7 separate regions of the Mus musculus genome follow, and all the other regions are linked to region 2. Evidence: chromatin contacts called from public Hi-C, HiChIP or PLAC-seq, capture Hi-C and promoter capture Hi-C data. All regions are on one chromosome and are shown on one strand. Each heading gives the region's core, a stretch centred on a gene start, on an enhancer-like site or on the middle of the called end of the contact. The rest is flanking DNA. Distances are from core to core; before and after follow the strand shown.

What was found. Promoter capture Hi-C pulls out the DNA fragments that hold promoters and counts their contacts. Hi-C and Micro-C count contacts between places; a contact is called where the count stands out from the background. HiChIP or PLAC-seq counts read pairs in DNA pulled down with a chosen protein or histone mark. Capture Hi-C pulls out chosen DNA fragments and counts their contacts.
Region 1: a contact with region 2 is called in an H3K27ac HiChIP or PLAC-seq map of microglia, with 8 times the contacts expected there. The contact joins the promoter of Cand2 here to the promoter of Zfp422 in region 2. A contact is called at or near these places in 2 of 115 datasets of contacts at active chromatin or transcription factors (microglia and pancreatic cancer cells).
Region 3: an H3K27ac HiChIP or PLAC-seq map of large pre-B cells shows a contact between it and region 2, with 2.8 times the contacts expected there. The contact joins the promoter of Rpl32 here to the promoter of Zfp422 in region 2.
Region 4: a contact with region 2 is called in a Hi-C map of liver, with 3 times the contacts expected there. The contact joins the enhancer-like site here to the promoter of Zfp422 in region 2. A contact is called at or near these places in 3 of 39 promoter capture datasets (the 3T3-L1 cell line, hippocampal neurons and liver) and 1 of 484 Hi-C or Micro-C datasets (liver).
Region 5: a contact with region 2 is called in a promoter capture Hi-C map of stem cell-derived epiblast-like cells, with 3 times the contacts expected there. The contact joins the enhancer-like site here to the promoter of Zfp422 in region 2. A contact is called at or near these places in 4 of 39 promoter capture datasets (the C10 cell line, embryonic stem cells, pre-B cells and 1 more), 1 of 484 Hi-C or Micro-C datasets (embryonic stem cells) and 2 of 115 datasets of contacts at active chromatin or transcription factors (large pre-B cells and microglia).
Region 6: a capture Hi-C map of embryonic stem cells shows a contact between it and region 2, with 3 times the contacts expected there. The contact joins the promoter of H1f8 here to the promoter of Zfp422 in region 2. A contact is called at or near these places in 2 of 9 other capture datasets (embryonic stem cells and liver).
Region 7: a Hi-C map of LSK cells shows a contact between it and region 2, with 2.7 times the contacts expected there. The contact joins the enhancer-like site here to the promoter of Zfp422 in region 2. A contact is called at or near these places in 5 of 39 promoter capture datasets (the C10 cell line, hippocampal neurons, liver and 2 more), 5 of 484 Hi-C or Micro-C datasets (CD4 T cells, the G1E-ER4 cell line, LSK cells and 1 more), 3 of 115 datasets of contacts at active chromatin or transcription factors (embryonic forebrain, large pre-B cells and trophoblast stem cells) and 1 of 9 other capture datasets (embryonic stem cells).

Annotation. Positions count from the first base shown.
Region 1 is chr6:115,773,135-115,775,834 of GRCm38.p6, forward strand. Cand2 (cullin-associated and neddylation-dissociated 2 (putative)) reads left to right here and starts at 1,423. Exons shown (of 15, transcript NM_025958.2): 1 at 1,423-1,544. The coding sequence starts at 1,477. Mir7660 (microRNA 7660) reads left to right here and starts at 2,523; the gene lies at 2,523-2,585.
Region 2 is chr6:116,627,693-116,630,392 of GRCm38.p6, forward strand. Zfp422 (zinc finger protein 422) reads right to left here and starts at 1,307. Exons shown (of 2, transcript NM_026057.3): 1 at 1,239-1,307.
Region 3 is chr6:115,807,296-115,809,995 of GRCm38.p6, forward strand. Rpl32 (ribosomal protein L32) reads right to left here and starts at 1,448. Exons shown (of 4, transcript NM_172086.2): 1 at 1,403-1,448; 2 at 507-607. The coding sequence starts at 602. It overlaps Snora7a (small nucleolar RNA, H/ACA box 7A), which reads right to left and starts at 808; the gene lies at 680-808.
Region 4 is chr6:117,298,821-117,301,520 of GRCm38.p6, forward strand. No RefSeq gene overlaps it. Among named protein-coding and RNA genes, the nearest start is that of Cxcl12, 130 kb to the left of the region's middle. Within about 2 kb of position 1,316, at least 15 of the 459 cell types and tissues checked have an H3K27ac peak or open chromatin away from gene starts, as enhancers often do. A contact at or near this core is called in liver, where this site is marked.
Region 5 is chr6:115,885,800-115,888,499 of GRCm38.p6, forward strand. It overlaps Ift122 (intraflagellar transport 122), which reads left to right. Exons shown (of 29, transcript NM_001167763.1): 9 at 1,110-1,301; 10 at 1,428-1,566. Among named protein-coding and RNA genes, the nearest start is that of Ift122, 34 kb to the left of the region's middle. Within about 2 kb of position 1,317, at least 67 of the 459 cell types and tissues checked have an H3K27ac peak or open chromatin away from gene starts, as enhancers often do. A contact at or near this core is called in embryonic stem cells and stem cell-derived epiblast-like cells, where this site is marked.
Region 6 is chr6:115,943,566-115,946,265 of GRCm38.p6, forward strand. H1f8 (H1.8 linker histone) reads left to right here and starts at 1,366. Exons shown (of 5, transcript NM_138311.3): 1 at 1,366-1,517. The coding sequence starts at 1,418.
Region 7 is chr6:116,012,962-116,015,661 of GRCm38.p6, forward strand. No RefSeq gene overlaps it. Among named protein-coding and RNA genes, the nearest start is that of Plxnd1, 19 kb to the left of the region's middle. Within about 2 kb of position 1,375, at least 43 of the 459 cell types and tissues checked have an H3K27ac peak or open chromatin away from gene starts, as enhancers often do. A contact at or near this core is called in the G1E-ER4 cell line and LSK cells, where this site is marked.

The DNA of each region.
Region 1 (2,700 bases), core at 173-2,672, 850 kb before region 2:
TAATGATAAAATGTAAAAAATTCCAATTTTGTCTCCACTGTCATTTACTAAATAACTGCCTAAGGTGCCAAGTGATTGCTATATTTCTCCCTGGGAGTATTCACAGTCCCCTGAAGGGCTGTCTCCCCTTCTCATTCATGAAACAATGACTTTCTTCTGGGATGGCCACATAGGTGTGAGCGAGACAGGAGCAAGAAGACTAGGAGAAATGTAGAGGTCCCTAGCCTCCAAGGCTTGGGACTTTGTAGCCACTGTTCAGTCATCTAGAGGAAGAGAAGTTGGATTAGGAGTCGGAAATCAAAGATGTAGCAGATGTCTCATTTAAATCCTTCCTTTCTTTATCTTTTTTTCTAAAGACAGGATCTATGTAGCCAAGGTTGAAATTTTGATCCTCCTGCCTTCCTGCCTTCACCTGCCAAGTTCTGGAATTGCAGGTATGAGACACCCCAGCCCCCTAGATTTCCTTTTACCAACCTGAGGGTGTGGCTCTGTGGTAGAGAAGAACCAAAACAGAAATTTTAATACATTTAAGATAAAACTTTCTTAACCAGGGTCTTGGTGCATGCCTTTAATCTCAATACCTGGGAGAAAGAGGCAGGCAGGTCTCTGAGTTTGAGGCTAGCCTGGTCTACAAAGTGAGTTTCAGGGCAGCAATTACTATACAGAGAAACCTTGTCTCAAAAAACAAAAACAAAAACAAAAAAGAAAAAACAAAACAAAGCAAGAAAGATAAAGGTTTCTTTTATTCCTTTGAGTAACTAAAAATAGCCAGCAGAGGTTGTGTGACTCCCCAAGCTAGGTAGCAGAGATTTGAAGCGACACTTCCTTTCCAGTTTAAAGAGTCCCCCTAAAGATCTACGCGCGCGCGCGCGCACACACACACACACACACACACACACACCTCCTAACTGGGGAAAACTGTGATCAACTTTAGGGAACAGCTATTGCTCTCGGCTTTGGGAACCTGAAGTCCGTCCTTAATTCATCTCAGGTTCTTTGGCTGTGTGGAACCTGGTAGAATCTGGAATTGCCATCCCATGTCCCTGTTTGCATGAGTGCCATTGAGAGAGCAAAGTCAAGGGGTCTTCAAGGCACAATCGGGAGAAGGCGTGGTCAGGGCCGGGTGGTGAGCTGCTGGTGCCCATGCTGAGCAGAGCTGTCCAGGAGAGGGGGCCAGGCCCGTTACTTCAGTCCTGCTCGGGACAGGAGGGGAGAGAGAGAGAGAGAGAGAGAGAGAGAGAGAGAGAGAGAGAGAGAGAGAGAGAGAGAGAGAGAGAGAGAGAGAGAGAGAGAGAGAGAGAGAGAGAGAGAGAGAGAGAGAGAGAGAGAGAGAGAGAGAGAGAGAGAGAGAGAGAGAGAGAGAGAGAGAGAGAGAGAGAGAAGGGGCGTGGCCGGTGGGGGAGGGGGCGTGGTGGAGGGGAGGGGAGGCCGCGCCGCCATATTCGATTCGACCCGCAACCCCGCGGCGCAGCCAGCATGAGTACCGGTGCCTTCTACATCTCCAGCCTGCTGGAGAAGATGACGTCCAGCGACAAAGACTTCAGGTGCGCCCTGTGGGGGCTCGGGACTCGTTTTCAGGGGTCTCAGCCTGTCCCGGCCGCCCCTCTGCTCCCCTGCCCCCCCCCTGCGGACCCCTGTGGGAGCCCCCGGCCTCTTCGCCTGGGCCTGGCTGGGCCTGCAGCCCCGCCCCCAGCCTCTTCCCGCCTTTGCTGTGCTGGCCTCTCAAGTCCCCAACACTGGGCGCCCCCCAGGCTCTCCAGTGAAGTCCCCGTCGGCCTCTCTTTGGAACCCAGTGCAGTCCTCTTCTGACCCTCATTGAAACAGGCCGCTTCCCTGCACAACCTCCATCCAAGGCTATCTTCCGAGACCCACACTTCTGCCCGGTCTCTAGGTTACCCCATCCCCCGCACCCTGTACCCCTACCGGGTCTCCTAACCCTAACAAACTTTACTTTTCTTTCATCTCTTTCTTTTCATCCCGTGCCTTTTCTCCCTGGCCCCTCATCACCACCCCATCTTCCTTATTCCCCTCCTCTCCCAAGATGGTTTAGAGCAGGAAGCAAAGGTTGGGGTGAGGGCTATCTCTCTCCCCCATTCTTTTTCTCCTATCCTCCTCTCCAAACACCACAGAAACACAGGAACAGAGTTGGCAAGAGGAATGGGAATATCTGATGCAGCCCCTCTTGCAGGGGAAACTGAGGTTCAGTGATAAAAAGGGGTTGTTGGTCAGTTGTGGACCCTCAAGTCAACAGGACAGTGCACCATTCTGAGTCTTCTGTCACAGTAGTTATCCCTCCGATTACAAACAGGGAAAATTAGGTTCAGGGACATGAAGGGCCTGGATACAATGCTAACGGTAGGGCCAAGCAGAGTTGGAGGTGTCAGTGGGATTCCCAATCTAGCCAGTCCGGAGGGGCCAGAAGCCTATTTGTGTGGTCTGACCTTTTCCGTGTCCTGTAAATACAGTCCTCAAAAATCTCTGTGCAGCCCTAAGCCCCACAGTGGTAGTAGGGCTTGGGATCCTTTGCCCTGGCTTCAGATCTCGGCAACCATCACTAACTAGATCTGTAAGTGATGGGCAAAGTACTCCATGCCCTCTGAGCCTTAGCTTAGCTGTTTGTGCTTTAGGTAGCAGGTAAGTGCTTTGTGAATGGTTGTCCTGACTCTGTGCAGGGAAACGGGGCAGGTCCTGGTAGACTGT
Region 2 (2,700 bases), core at 57-2,556:
CCCAAGAGTCTTATTCAGAAAATACTAGGTGAGAAAAATCTGGAAAAAAAAAAAAAAAACCAAAACACTTTATTCTTCCTTTCCTAGACTATAGCACGCCAAGAAGGAGAGCACAACCAAAAGCTCTAAAATAAGTTTATTGCATTACATTTAAGGTTGTCTGGAAGCTGTCAAAACAACCCCTTCCACACACACACACTCCAAATAGGCGAGAGTGTGGGAGGTGTTCAGGCCTGCAAAGCCAGTCACTGGACTTCCAGTGTCTTAGGTTAGTTGGAAAACCTACTTGCAACTCAGTTATTTTTCTGAGTTTCCTTGCACACAAGCATTTAAAGTAAGTAAATAAAAACACAAATGACATCTTTTCCTGCCTTTTTTTTCCTTCGTCTTGATTTTGCTGTATAATAATCCTCCAAACGTAAGAGTGCCCAGGGGCTTTTCCTGGGTGTTTAATAATTTTATCTGCTACAATTGCAGCAACAGAAAGAGCAAACTGCACATAACACAGATCTACAGCAATCACTGCCCATAACCGTCTCGGTTATGTACAGACCACGTAAACAGGAGACACTGTGTGGGGTACCTGGTACTCAATAAATAGCTATAATGGTAAGCATACACTTTTAAACACATCTCTTTAAATACCGGGGAACTCACAACTGGTTGCAAACTGATCGATTATGGAATCTACCTATGGATGAAGTAATCATACTTACAGGTAGCCTATGTGTGCTCCTATTTTTAAAATAAAGCTGATTTAAAACCTCCTTTCGTGGGTTCGTAAACACAGGCCCGAAGCTCCTTTAGCTCCTTTACCCATCCCAACCCCGGAGCCGCCTCCGGGCCTGATTTCTCACTGTCCGACCTGGGGAGTCCATCGCCCCCTCGTCTAACGCCCGCCAAGTCCGGTTGTCTGATCGAGGTCCCCAGTAGGGGAGAGGCTGGGTAAAGCTGGGTGATGGAGCTCCAGTACTGGGGACCCGTCTAGCCGGCGTGCACCTGCTCCCTCACCCATTTACGGCAGCAACAAAGAGTCCGCCGCTTCCCTCCAAGTCGCTCACAATGGCCCGGTGCAGCCTACCCACCCGTACAATGGAGTCTTTCTCCTCCGCGGCGAGCGGAGGCGCCCAGGCCGAAGCCGACCCCAGCCCGAGGCCACCCGCCGGGCTCCGTGCAGCGCCGCAGCCCGACCCGACCCAACACCGGCCCAGGCAGACCCGCAGGCCCCGCGTACTCACCGCGCAGGCCGCCACGGTGCCCGCCTCGCGCCTCGCCCGCCGGAAGTGCGGGCTGCTAGCCGCGGAGCTGCCGGCCGCTCTAGGAAGAGGCGGAGAGACCCTCTATGGTCCCCGGCCCACCCCACCATATCCTGCGGATTCTTCCGGTGGTCCTTTTGTGTTCCTCTCTTACCACTCAGAAGGCAGAGCCAAGGACCTTAAGGCCTGTTACCCGCTCTCTTTCTATTCTGGTCGACCTACACAGAAACTGGCCTTTGTTAGATTCTGCTCACCACCCCCAAACCAGCCCGTTCCAACTTGTAAATTGCATTCTTAGTACTGAGTATCTAGTCTAGAGAAATAACTTCAGCCTAAGGTGTTACTTATGTTTTTCACGGGTCGCCTTATATCACCAAAAGGCCCGTGAAATTTCTGGAGGACACTGTCCGCACAGGCTGACTGATTGATTAAAACGGCGGTGGTGAAGAGAGGTTGGGATGTTGCAGGTCCAGAGCATAATTAGTATTCATCTTGGGATGCATCCATTCCTTGTCCACTTCTATGGAAGGATGTGCAACATCCTGACAGATAAAACACAAAATCCCATTCTCCAATCAAAAGGCCAAGAATACTATGTTAGATGACATCTATAGCTGAGATGTCTAAACAGAGCTCTAACCCACCTCTCTGATGTTTCTACAAATGAATTTAAAAGTATCTTGATTTATGGCTTTCTTTGTTCTGTTACTGTCAAACCTTCATGAATTTGGTTGCAGGTTGAAAGGCGGAGTTTGGGTAATCTAAATCTGTGTTCCCTGGGCCATCATCACTTGTGTTTGGCCTCTGAATAAAACTCATGACTTTGAGGAGAGAGCCGTGACTTTGCATCAGCCACTCCTATCAGAGGAAAATGAATGCGTTCAGTGTACTGGGCAGGAACCCCAGCTTGGAGAGGAATTCTGCTCCCGCTCACACTGTGAGTGAACAACTCGGTTTGGAAAGGCACACATGCTTCCTTCCCAGGGGAGTTCTAATGGCTTCAGATTCATCGCATTAAGGCAGACTCCCCTCACTGGCGACCTTGGCTGATCCTGGTGTCCATAAATGCAACTTCCTGCAGAGAAGCAGCACTCTTCTGCGCGGCTGGCCAGATAAGTGAGCTTCTGTGGTTATGGAGGGTTTGGGAGTGTCGTAGGTCCGGAGCCCAGTCATAACAGAGTTTGAGGTATCTCTAGCCATGGAAATAACCACTACTTTGCCCACTTTTGACCTGACATCCTGTGACTGACAGGTAAAAAATATTTTGGGATGTGCTAATTTAACAAAACTGATTTTCTACAACCAGAAGTCCAAGAGTCATCTGATAGCGGAAGCCTGCAGCTGAGGTTCCTCCATGCTGCTATAACCTCCCACTCCATGCTTCCACTAGTGTGTTCCAAAGTGTCTTGTTTTGCAACTTTCTTTATTCTATTACTATGAAACT
Region 3 (2,700 bases), core at 198-2,697, 820 kb before region 2:
AGCAGTGTCTGCCTGGCATGCACAGGGCCCTGGGCTCCATCCCTAGCACTTGCACTGGAATTTCAACATCATCTTCCATTGCAATTAAGTAGGGAGGAGGGATCAGTTAACTGCTGAACTGCTGGGTGTGCATGCCCATCCAGCCAACAGGTGATCTGCAGGCCCAGAGAGAGGTCTTAGCAGTTGAGAGCACTGGCTGCTCTTCCAGAGGTTCAATTCCATGCATGCATGTGCCTGGTGTGCAGACAAAACCCCAAAGATCTTTAAAATACAGGGTCAGGGTGCAGAGATGACTTAAAAGTGCCTGCTGTCAGACAAACTAAATCTGACCTGGACCCACAAGACAGGAAGGAGAGAATCAACTCCTTAAAGTGATTCTCCCTGCCCTTCAAACGCATAAATATAAAACAAAGTGTCATCTTTAAAATGAACTTTTTAAAATGCAGAGACAAGCGATAACGAGAAATGTGTGCTCAGGTCTTAACCCCCACCCCAGAACCACATACCTTAATTTTCACATATCGGTCTGACTGGTGCCTGATGAACTTCTTGGTCCTCTTTTTGACGATCTTGGGCTTCACCAGAGGCCGGAGGGCAGCCATGATGCCTTTTGACAAAAGTCAGACCCAAGTTAGTAAAGAAACTGGGAGGTGGGGCTGCGTCTCAGGCCTTCAGTGAGTAATGTTGCAGAGTGTCTTCCAATCACCAGCTACCGAGCAAACTGGGAATGGAATGGGTACCTCTGCTAGGCTTGCTCTCCCTCTTGCTTCCGAAGCTGGAAGAATACTAGCTACTCTCCAGACGCGATCCCAAGAGGTCAGTGGTTCATCTCACCCACTCCGAACCTCAAAGAACCGCAACCGATCTTACAGAACCCCAGCCAGGTCTCTCTGGTGGCGAAGGAGCGGCAAATCCCGCTCCACTAAGCTTCGTTATGTTTGAAGTGTTGCGCCCTTAAATACGCAAAGCCACCATGCACTCCTAACACGCCACCAGTCCGTCTGTCCCTCCCGGTCGTCTCAGAGCACCAACCAAAGGGTGCCTTCTCTGCTCCCCGCGCAGACAACCTGCTCCGCCGGGCTTGCGCTTCAGAAAGCATTTCTGCTCACTGGCGAGCGGCGGCAGCTCCCTGACTTAAGATTTCGGATTCGCCGCAGAAAAAGGCTGCTAACAAGCTAAGCAGAAAGCGGCGGGTGCCGTCCGAAACTCTCGGGCCGCATGGCAGCAAGCCCGCCCTGGCCGATGCCGGCCCCCGGGCAGACTCCGGAGCAGCGCCAGTGGCCAGGCCCGCGCGCGCTCGCCACTACCACGCTGGTGCGGAGGCCGCCGCCGAGGCCTCCCCACCCGGAGACGGGGTCCCGTCGAAGCCGCGGGCGGCGGATGGCCGCCGATACAGACTCACCGTAAAACAGATGGCAGCCACCTCGTAGGCAGCGCCGAGGAAGAAGGAAGAGGCGGCGGCGGCGCGCAAGGTATGATGGGACGGAGTCTTAGGTCCTGGCAGAGAAAAGGGAAGCACTTCCGGCTCTGGGTCCTCTAAAGAAAACTAAGATGTGCCTGAGAAATGATACTGAAAAAAACCCTAGTGGACTAGTGTTCTGTAGTAGACATTAACATCTTAGAGTGAACTAAAATTTATTTTTCTCTTGGGACTACTTAAGAAATTTGGGTTTTTTGTTTTTTTTTGAGCTAAGACCTGCTAGGTGGGCATTTATTTCCGCCCTAAGTGGAAGCCCAATAGCTTTTTAAATTGTTGGTTCCCGAGGGTGCCTCCTTGAGGCTGGGAGGTAGCAAAACAGAGACTCTTCGAAGATCCTTAGGCGGTTGGTTGAGCAAATGTCCTAAAACTTCCTAATATACAGATGTGCAAACCCCTGCTTATGAAGTGCTACTGAGCCTCCTCGCGACTTCTGTATGTTTAAATCTTCTCTACTTATGGTATGTACCTAATGTATTAATAAGTGATGGGTTAGCCGGGCGGTGGTGGCTCATGCCTTTAATCCCCGCACTTGGGAGGCAGAGGCAGGCGGGTTTCTGAGTTCGAGGCCAGCCTGAGCTACAGAGAGGGTTCCAGGACAGCCAGAGCTACACAGAGAAACCCTGTTTCGGAAAAAAAAAAGTGATAGGTTGATAATATTGCTAAGAAAATAGTCTATTGGCTGGGTGTGGTGGTGCACATTTTTTAATAACAGCACTTGGGAAGCAGAGGTAGGTCGAGTTTAGTCTATTTTGCTTATCTTTTGTTTTACAGATCATTGTGAAAACTCTATAATCTTAGGAGGAAATAAAACCAAACCTGAGCTGGGGAGGTGGCTTGGTGGAGCACTGTTGCTCTTTCAGAGGACTGGCATTTAGTTCCCAGGAACCAAGCGTTGCTTCACAACCTTGTTAACACCAGCCCTAGGGGATCAGATGCCCTTTTCTGTAGGCGCTACATGCATGTGGTACATACTCATACATGCAGGCAAAACACTCAATCACATAGAATAAATCTCATTTTTTAAAGATTTATGTATATGAGCACACTGTAGCTGTCTTCAGACACACCAGAAGAGGGCATCAGATCCCATTACAGATGGTTGTGAGTCACCATGTGGTTAGGAATTGAACCCAGGACCTCTGGAAGAGCAATCAGTGTTCTTAACTGCTGAGCCATCTCTCCAGGCCCCACCCCAGTCCCACCCTTTGTTTTGTTTTGTT
Region 4 (2,700 bases), core at 66-2,565, 670 kb after region 2:
CACTATGGTACCCTGCATAATCAGACAATAGGAAAATCACGTGGATTGCATATGATTCTGGAGTCCTGCTGTCCTGCTGGGCCCAGCTCAGCCCCACTATTCACGGATGCACCACCTTGGGAGAAGTTATCAAATCCCTCCAAACTCAAAACTCCAAATGGAGTTTTTCTTCCCTTTGAAAATATGGAAAGTACTGTTCACTTTTAAGACTGGGTGATCACAAATGATAATCCATGAGAAATGGTTACCATCTCACAAGCACTCCTCCTCCTTCTCCTCTTCCTCCTCCTTTTCCTCTTTTGAATTCTCTAGCCTTCCAGCCTGTCTGTCTCCTTCCCCACCAACCACCCCCTGGTTTTGTCTTGTCCCCTTGTGTCTCCCCATCTCCTTCTCCCCTCCCCTTCCTTTCTAATGATAGTTCTTAGAGCTCCATGTTGCATGAATCAAGACATGGTGGCCATAGAGATGGGCTGTACTGCGTATCAGCTCATAGTGTGAGCCTCTCAAGGTTTATAATGTCCTTGACCCATTCTCATTGGCCACATCCTTCTAAATTATGAGTATCAAAGCTAAAGCATCTAAATGGATTCTGTCCAAACCAGAAAAGGCAAAATTATTACCAACTTACCCGAGGTAAACACTTGGGCTTCCTATAGAGGAGCCCCAACTAGCAAGCTCCGAGGTTACAAGAACACTTGTTGATTCGGAATGAGCTGGTGGGAAACCTGTGCAACACAAGTAATCTCAAAACGGAGCTGAGGGCAAGGTTGCTAAGGTCAGGTTGTGCTAGCAAACTTGGACCTCCACCCAAGAGCAAAGTTCAACTGCAGCTCTTATGGTAAATATTTGCCCTCATTTTGCTATTACCTCCATCTTGCTTTGTTTATCTTAAGGTCACGTAGCCTTTCACTTTCCCATCTGGCTGGCATCCAGAGGTCATGGTGACCACACAGCTGGGCAGATGTTAGGAATCTAGACTGAGATGCTTTAGTGAGAATGTCAGAGTGGATTCCTTGTGGAACCCATGTGGGTGAGGTGAACAGAGCTCTCTGGGGACTCAGGCCTTTCCCACCCATCCCTGGGAGCTCATCAGTGAAGCTGTGTTTGTCTTAGAGCCCTATGGCATTGAGAACCTGAAGGTGACAAGCACTGACCACCAGCACAGCAGACACTCTTGGCCAGTAACTTTTCAGAGTCAGCGCAAATGCTGGAAAAGCATTATGCAATGTTTCTGGCTGGGATGAAGATGTAGCCTTGACCCCATCCACCATGTGTTTTAAATCCCTGTATTTATTGATGCCAGCTCTGAGTGTTGCCTTGTGCTCTGTGGGAGGGACCTTGGCCCTTAACATCATTAGTAACCGTCCTAGCAGGGCCACGGGTTCCCTTTAAGGTGATGGTAAATCTCTGCTTGGGAGTTTAGCTCTCTCTAGAGCAGGCGTCTAAGAACCACAGATATACAAGCAGAAGGGGAGGGAGGTGCCCAAGGGAAAAGCCTAGATAACTGGTCCTCCTTCTCCTCCTTCTTTTTTTTTAAAAAAAAACAACTATTATTGTTACTGATTTTACAAAATTACATACACTACACTCCTTCACATCCCATCCCCCTGTTCACACTCACCGCTGCTCACAAATCTCTCACTCATGTTCATATCTATTTGATTTTGTGACCCACCAAGATTAACCAGAACCATCTGTGTGACTGTGCGTTTTGAGCTATCTGTTGGAGTCTGGTCAGCTCAGCAGCAGGTCCACAGTGATTTCTCCCTTTCCAAGAATCTATAGTTAGCTGATAGTTTCAAGACTCAGGAGCCTCTCCCCCTCCTTGGCTGACTATTGATAGGGACAGTCTTGCATGGGCCCAGAGTAGGTAACTACACTGAGTGAGTTAAGGAATACAATAGTTGTAGCAGCCTGCTGTCAAGCCCTTCCGCACTTCCTGACCCTCTTCCACAGAGTTCCCTGAGCCTTAGAAGGGGGGTACAAGTGACTTGCTTAGGGCCCACTACAGTCCATATTTTCTGCATCTTGGGAGGCCATGAGCTCCTGCAATCACTTCTGTTCAGAGTTAGAAGAGGATGCACTAATTAAGTCTGGGACAGCTTTAATTGAGGGCCATGGGCTTGGGTATTTAGAAGGCAGTTTTCTGCTATGTCAGTTTAGTTGGCTGACCAAAAAAATGCTCCTAAACCATTCACCAGTTCTTTGTGTTGGAAAGCCACCATGCCTGTCTATCTATCTATCTATCTATCTATCTATCTATCTATCTATCTATCTATCTATCTATCTAATCAAATGCCAACCATACTACCTCTACTACGAATCATTTCCAACTGCATCTGTGTTCCCACTAAACCGCCTCTCCCTTTAGCCTTCCTTCTTGCATCTTTCCACACTCAGAGGAGGTTACTAGTAGGATTTCTAATTCCATTTTTACTCTAATTCGTGTTTTTATCTTTTATTTGTCTATGTGTGTGCATTTGCTTGAATTTATGTTTACCATGTTCGAGCTGATGCTTACAGACACAAGAGGGCCTCAGTTCCTCTCAACTAGAGTAACTTGTGAGGCACCTGATGTGGATGCTGGGAGCCAAAACCTGGGTCCTCTGAGAGAGCAGTGTGTGCTTTTAACCACTGAGATGTCAGACTCCTGGAAAGATTCATTGGAACCTAACTTCATCAGGTTTTAACCACTGAGCC
Region 5 (2,700 bases), core at 67-2,566, 740 kb before region 2:
GAGCTTGGGTGTGAATGCTTCCTTCTAGCCTTCCTTTCTACAACAGCCCACCTCACCTACAACAGCCCACCTCACCTACAACAGCCCACCTCACCTACAATAGCCCATCTCACCTACAACAGCCCACCTCACCTACAACAGCCCACCTCACCTACAACAACCCACCTCACTTACAACAGCCCACCTCACCTACAACAGCCTATCTCAGACTCTATGCCCATCCAAAAAGGAGCTGTGTTGAGAGCCTCTTGCCTGAGGCTGTTCCCCTCGCTCAGTTTCTGCCTGCTTTGGTCACTTGTCCCTTCAGCTGGTCCTTGTAGTTGGTCTAGAGTTGATGGTTGTTACTTGGAAGAGGAGTCCGAGGCCTCAGCCAGTAGCTTCAGCCTCAATGCCATGACAGGTGCCAGGGTTTTCTTATTAGACTTTGTAGCGTTGGGAGGTAGGAGGGAAGCTTTCGGTTGTTAGGCATTGGAAATTCCTAAAAAGGAAAGAAAAGTGAACATACTAAATTTATAATTGCAGTTTAAATTAGTTGAAGGGAATTAACTAAGTTGCAGTTGGAGCTGACTCCTTCAGTGGTTTTATGTGTTCAAATTGCCTTCATTAAACTGTCAGCATCAATTGACTGCTCACTTTTACTAGATTTATAAATAGGAAAACATTTGTAAATTGACCCTAAACCTTAAAGCAAAAACTAGGTTTTTAGGGTCATTTTTCTTAAATTGAATAAAGAATAAAGGGCAGTCTTTTCAAGTGAATAAGCTCAGAACATAAACAGAGAAGAGGCTGGGGTAGGCTGACGGCCATGTGTGCTGGGTGAGCGAGGGAAAGACTCCCCGGCCTCCAGGATGGCTGAGGAGGGCTGGCTAACTTCCCAGTACTTAGGTCAGGCATGGCAGACTTTAGGGGCCAAGGGTTCGGCAGGGTTGAGGGGAAGAGTGGGCTCCAGAGGTGGAGAGGCCTGCGTAGGAGATGGAATAGCTCAGGAGAGGCAGCCCCCACCCCCTTGCCTTCCTACCGGTCTCCCTACCCGGCTAATGTTGGCGAGGAAGCCCTTCCTGGTTGTGGTTGTAGACTGGTCTCACTTGCTGTATGTTCTCTTTCCTCAGATTGGGAAGGATCGGCCACTGAACTTTGACCCCTGTTGCATCAGCTACTTCACTAAAGGAGAGTACATTTTGGTGGGAGGTTCAGACAAGCAGGTATCTCTTTTCACCAAGGATGGAGTGCGACTGGGGACCGTTGGGGAGCAGAACTCCTGGGTGTGGACCTGTAGAGTGAAACCTGACTCCAATTATGTGGTGAGTAAGAGGAAGTTCACCCTGCAGAGCATTGCTAGAGGAGGCCCCAGGCAGCCAGTGCTCCTAATAGGTGGAAGGGAGATGGCTCCTCCCCTCAGCCTAGATTGACAGCTCTCCTGTACACAGGTGGTCGGCTGCCAGGATGGCACCATCTCCTTCTACCAGCTCATCTTCAGCACAGTCCATGGGCTCTACAAAGATCGGTATGCCTACAGGGACAGCATGACAGACGTCATCGTGCAGCACCTCATCACAGAGCAGAAAGGTAAGAGGCAAGCTTGCCCTTGCTTATAGACACTAGCAAAAGGGGTGAGGACTGGGCTAGGGACAGCACATTCGAAATAATAGGAAATATCTCCCCTGGCCTTGCTTTAGCTTCTAGCAGTAGAAGGAGGATGAAGATCTCTTTGAGGATCTAGCAAAAGCAGTAAAACCTGTTTTGTTTTTTAAAAGCACCAACTCTTTACATTTTACAAATAATTCCATGGTGTAAAATGGACTCCATGAGACATGGAGGCTGACAAGTCAGAGTTGTAATGGCTGATGTGCATGAGGCTTTGTGGACATTTACCCATATCTGTCAGAGCCACTTTGGCATACTTTCCCCTCAGCCTCTACTCACTTCTTGGTGGTCCTTCTACTAGACTTGTAGGGGCAGTAGATAGGCTCAGGCTTTGTCAGGGGATCTGGGATCCAACCTCGCCCAGTCTAAATGTGACAGTTCCCTTCTGTTCACATAAATAGCTCTGCAGCTGAAAGAGGTCAAGTTCCACTCAGCGGTGTCCATCCCTGGATGTGCTGAGCACATATGCTATTTGTATGCTGCTGACCAGATATAGCCAGGTGGCTTTGCATAGGGGTTCCAGTTGGGGACCACCCTGTAGATTCAGGATGGCTTCTTTTGTCCCTGCCAGGGTAGATCTATTTTGGAAATTCCATCTAGGTGGCAGGAATGTAGCCACTGGGACAGCTCAGCACATCCTCCATGGTGTTTACCCCACTTGGTCTGTAGAGAGGCAGAGCTTGCCACATAGAAGTCCCTGTGGTCGGGAAGGTTGCAGGGGTGTGGCTGGCTATGAGATGTGTCATTTTGGTGGGCTCCCGATCACTAGGGGCCTTCTTTGCTGTGCAGAATGAGTCTAGATGTCCTCAGCCATGCAGGACAAGTGTCGGTAGCATTGACTGCTTGACCGCTCTGTTTCTCCCTGAAATGGTAGCATATGTAGCTCTGCACCCCACTCAGCACAGAGGCCTCCATGTGGCAGGTGCTCTGGGGAGAGTTGTTAGCAGACTGACCTAGTTTTACTCTTAAGTGTATGTCTGAGTGCCTGCATGTCTGTGTGCCATGTGTGTGCAGTACTTGAGGAGGCCAGAAGAGGGCAACAGATCCTCAGGAACT
Region 6 (2,700 bases), core at 116-2,615, 680 kb before region 2:
CTGGTGTGAGTCCTGGTAGACCTGAGCTCGAGTCAGGGCCCTGCAAGGCCGTGCATTACAGTAATGAGCAGACCTTATCTACAGGAGGGAGCTGAAGGCCTTCTTCAGCGCTGGCCTCCCCATTCTCGCAGCTGTGTCCTATCTCCCTGTCAACAGGCAACAATTGACTGAGCCTGTTCCTATCCTGACAAGTTTTTAGTTTGTCTTGAATTTCTGATGATACTGGGGCAAAGTTCCCATTTGTTAGTCCCCCTGTTTTTCCCCAGGGAGGGATGGCTGAGCCGTGAAGCAAGCTCATCTTTGCTCCATAAAATGTTGAGTTGCCTCTAAGGTGGCTGGCCTGTCAGCTCTCCCAGCTTCTGTGTGATTCCCGTACAGTCACTATGAGAAATGCTCATCTCATATTTCATAAGCAATATTGACATTCAGCCAGGAGAGAGATTCAGCTTGTTGTAATCCATCCTGGTTTTGTTTCCTTTTGGTTTGACTCTTTTTTTGAGTCAGGGGCTTGCAGTCTAGGCTAGCCCCAAACGCCCTAGCCTCCTGCCTCAGTTTCCCCAGTGTGGGAACAAGAACAAGCCACAGTCATATATGCTGTAGCATGTTTTACAGCGATGGAGTCATTTACTCATGCCCATGTGGCTTCACTGAGAAGTCACTTCTGTCTTTCATCTTGATGACTCAACCCTTCCTAGGAAACAGGCAGAATGACCAGGCTCGGGAGATCCCTTCCCAAGTCATAGCCCTGTTGGGGGTGGGGGGGTGGCAGCTGGCTGGTTCTCTCACCCTAGCCAGTTCCAGTGTTGGGTAGTATGATGGAAAACAGTGACTTAGGTCTGTCCCAGTGTGTCTTGGAATGCCAAGGACACTGAAGACAGTGACCATCAGCCAAGGTCACATAAAGACCCTGACACACCTTCCCCTACATCTCAAACTGCAGTAAAATCTAAAACATCAAAATAACACAGAAGGAAGAGATCTGAGAGCCAGCCTGGCTCGCTCCGGAGAGGCCACTGCTTCCAAACACTCCCTCCCTTGGGCACAATTGCTGCTTTATGGAAAACTGAGGCTAGCAGTAGTCTGGATCAGGGTAGACAGATTCCTACCCTTGTGTGATTAGGGGGCCTTTGTGAGCAACCCCCCAACTCACAGTGTTAGATGTCAGCTCGTCAGGTAGGTAGGACACAGTGACACTGCCTCCTTACTTCTTCCCGTGGCCTCAGGTCCCACAGGGTAAGGTGGATGCTGTGTTCAGAGTGAGTCTTACCCTCGAGGCCTGATTGGCAGCTTTCGGCTGCTCAGGTGCTAGGCATGTTGGTCATTGGTTAAGTTCTGTTGGGAGGTATTTAAGGCAGAAGGTCTGGAGCTAACTGAGCTAACTGAGCGAGCACTGGCCTGGCCTGCTGCTGCCTGTGCCATGGCTCCTGGGAGTGTCTCCAGTGTTTCTTCCTCCTCTTTTCCCTCCAGGGACACATCCCCTTCTGGATCATGTGGGCTCCCTGGAGCTGACAAGCCAGGTAAGCAAGGGAGTGGAATTCTGAGTTTAGGCCAAGGTCCCTGGAAACCGGGAGACAGCCCGGAGACAGCCGCTGAGAAGGTGCATGCGGCTTAAGCCTGGTTCCCACCGCTCGCTCGGATTGGAAGAGGAGACCTAGTCCTGGTGGGGAATGAAGCTGAATGGTCCCATTTCCTGGTCTGGGACTCACAGTGAAGACTTCAGTCAGGTGCAGGCTGCCTCGGCCCTGCTACAGGACTCCCTTAGGCCCGTGGCCTGTTGTTTCATGTTTCTTTCTTTTTTCTTTTACACGCATTGGTGTTTTGCCTGCACATATGTCTGTGTCGGGGTACTGGACCCAATGGAACTAGAATTTCAGAGAACTGGAGTTCAGACAGCTGTGAACTGCCATGGGAATTGAACCCTGGTCCTCTGGAAAAGCACCCAGTGCTCTTAACCACTGAGCCATCTCTCCAGCCGATGGCTTTTTCTTTCTACTTCTAAACTTAAATTTTGAGTCTGAATTTTGCAAATAATTCTGACAGCATCACCCTGAATTTAAGTCACGCCGACAGGTTCTCCCATTTCTCCCCCCCAAATCCTCCTTTTTCTTGCTGCTTTTCAAAAGTAACAGCCCATCTCAAAATACCCCATCGCTCCCCCAAGTTCAGCATGCAGTGACCTTTAGTATGTTATCATGTGTGCCCAGCGCCACAATCTGTTTCAGAATTGAGTCATTTCCTGAGAAGAAAAGCTGACTTGTGCTATTAACAGTCACTCCCCGACTTCACTCCACCTGTGTCTGTGGGTCCTCGCCATTTCATACAAGGCGTTGTGACTGGCTTTTTTTTTTTTTTTTTTTGCCTGCTTATACCTAGAAGCACTCGTGTGGTAGCTCTCAAATCTCAGACTCGTGTGGTAGCTCTCGAATCTCAGTCCTTTATGGCCAAGTAGTATTCCATTGTGTGAGTGGTCACAGGCATTTGGGCTGTTGGGGAGAATGGCTCAGGCACACAGCTGGTGGGGCTAGGGATGGAGCCCAGGGCCTCAGTCGGCACGCTGAGCCCAGGCTTCTTCACCCCCTTACGTCTTTGCTTCCATTCTCACTTGGGGCGGGGGGTGTCTCTAGGAATGTGACTGTTCTTTCTTTTGCTTTTCCCCAAATAATTTTCTTTTAAACATGTTGAGCTCACATTTGAGAGGTA
Region 7 (2,700 bases), core at 125-2,624, 610 kb before region 2:
CGTGTATGCCTTTAATCCAAACACTTGAGATGCAGATGCCGGCTGATCTCTGAGTTTGAGGCTAGTGAAGCCAGCCTGGTCTACACAGCAAATTACAGGACTGCCAGGGCTACACAGAGAAATTCTAACTCTAAATAAATAAGATTCAAAAAAAAAAATTGAGGGGCTGGAGAGCTACTCGGCTGGACAGTTAAGAGACACGTACTGCTCTTACAGGGGACCTGAGCTTGGTTCCCAGCACTTGAGTGGCTCACAACCAATTCTAACTCCAGCTTCAGAGAAGGAATGCTCTGGCCTCCATATGGGCACCTACACTCATATACATACCCACCTCACCTCCATCTATTTATAATTAAAAATAAAAATAAGGTCTGGAGAGATGGTTTGTTGCTTAAGAGCATGTACTGTTGTTTCAGAGAACCTGAGGTCAGTTCCCAGCACTCAGGGGATTGTAAAACCTCTTCTGGCCTCCATGACCATTGCACACACAAGCACACAACTATAATCAGTGCCTCGTGCACAAACAGAAAGACACAAACACAATTAAAAATAAAATCAAATTTAAAAATCTTTTTATTTACTTTTTTTTTTTTTTTTTTTTTGCGTCATGCTGGCTGTGGAATTTGCTATGGAGAGTAGGGTAGACTCAAACTCATAGAGAGATCTGTCTCTGCTTCCAGAATGCTGGGTTTATGAAGATGTGCCTCTATGCCTGTCTTGAAAAAAAAAATTGAATTCTAAAGCCAGATGATGCAGAAGTGGACACCTGTGATCCCAGCACAGGGAGAGGGGAGGCTGGAAGCTCAGGAGTTCAAGGCCACCCTCACTACAGAGTGAGTCCGAAGCCAGCCTGAGAGAGCTAAGGTTTCATTGTCTTTAAAACTTGTGAAATTGTTTTCTTACAGTGACTGTTACTTCCTTGTTTGCAAGGCAAGGAGGAGGAAGTTGCAAAATTTCACCTCCTTTCCTTATGGTATTCACGGGGGTGGGGGGTGGGTGGGTGGGGTGGGCAGGGCCAAAGCCTGCAGGACGCATTTTGCAACCATATTGCCCATTTGGATGACATGAAAACCTGGCTACTGGTTCCTTTTGAAAGGCTGTAATTGCCTTTAAACATATGGCTGGGTCATCTCTCGACACTTTCAATGGCTTCTCTTGTGGCCAGGTAAATAAACCTGGAGCATGGCATTCAGTGTCTAGTTTTTAATTTTTATTTATCTTTTTCAATACTGGGGATGGCCTTGTGCATCCTGGTCCGCGTCAGCCACCGAGCTACCATTCCAGCTGGCCTTTATTGCTCCTTGCAGCTTGGTTCCCGCTTGCTCAAACTCTTCATCTTGGTCCCCTCAGCCTGTGGTTTGCTGACACAGTTCCTCTAATTTACACACCCTCCTAAGCCATTTTGGCCCATCTAAACCCCAGCTCCTCAGGCTGCTGTGTAGCTCAGTGCTCAAGTGCCGGCCTAGCATGTGTGGGGCCTGGGTCTTCAGCTTCTTACATCCACTCCTAAAGGGGACAAAAACCAGACCGAGGACCACAAAGCACAGCATCATCTCTTAGCCCCGCCGCTCTGCAGCCTCCGCTGAGAGCTACTGCTCTCTCTCACCTGGTGGGAAGACCCTCCCTTCTCCCTCCCACACAGAGCTTGGGCTCCTGTCCCGATGTCAGCGCCCTGCTGCAGGCCAGTCTTGCACAGATTGCTCTGTAGCTGTGGGATCAGACGACACCAACTGCTGATATTACACTGGTCCCTGGTTTCCAGAACTACACCCCCAGGCTGGAAGAGCTCAAAGGGTCCAAACCCATTCAGATTCTGCCTCAGACAACCTCAGACATGGTCCAGCACAACCCAGCATAGGACACTGTGTAGTCTCTTTCCTCACTGTCATGGGTCTTTCTCTGTTTAAAAAAAAATATGTGTATCTGTATACATATGTGTGTGCATGTGTATGTGTGTGTGTGTGTGCGTATGTGCACGTGCATTTGCTCATGTGTGTGCCAAAGTATACACGTGTAGGTTAGAGAACAACTTTTAGAAGTTGGGTTCTCTCTCCTCTACGGTGGGTGGTCAAGCTTGTGTGGGACGCACTGGCTGAGCCATCTCACCTGTGCCCTTTCTTTATACAGAGCCAGGGGTAGTAGCAGATGCCTATAATCTAGCACTCAAGGGGCAGTTTTCTGTGTGTGCTTATATTTGCTTATGCCTTGTGTGTATCTATATTTTTATGTTTACTCATATACTCTGTGTGTATCTGCACACTTGCCATTGTGCACATGTGGCAGTCACAGGACAACATGTGGGACTTAGTGCTTTACTCCCACCACGTGTTTTCTAGGAACTCAACTCACATCATCAGCCTTAGTGGCAGGTGCCTGCACCCATGAGACCTGAGATTATCATTTTTCACTCAGACTTTTGCCACAGCTCAGAGGCTCTGAGGTGCAGTTCTGAACTTGTCTTAGGGCACTCAGCAGGCACACAGTTGGGTCCTTCACAGACAGCTGGAGTGTCTAATCTAGGATGCACAGTGAAACCCTGTCTTGAAAGTTTGACACAAGAGAAGAAACATGGTCTCTTAAAAAGCCTCATGCCCGGCCTTAGAGAGGGCTTGGTAGGTAAGAGTACACACTGCTCTCACCAAGGACACCAGCTCTGCCCCAGCACCCACAACTGCCTGTCACTTCAATTCTCAGTGACCA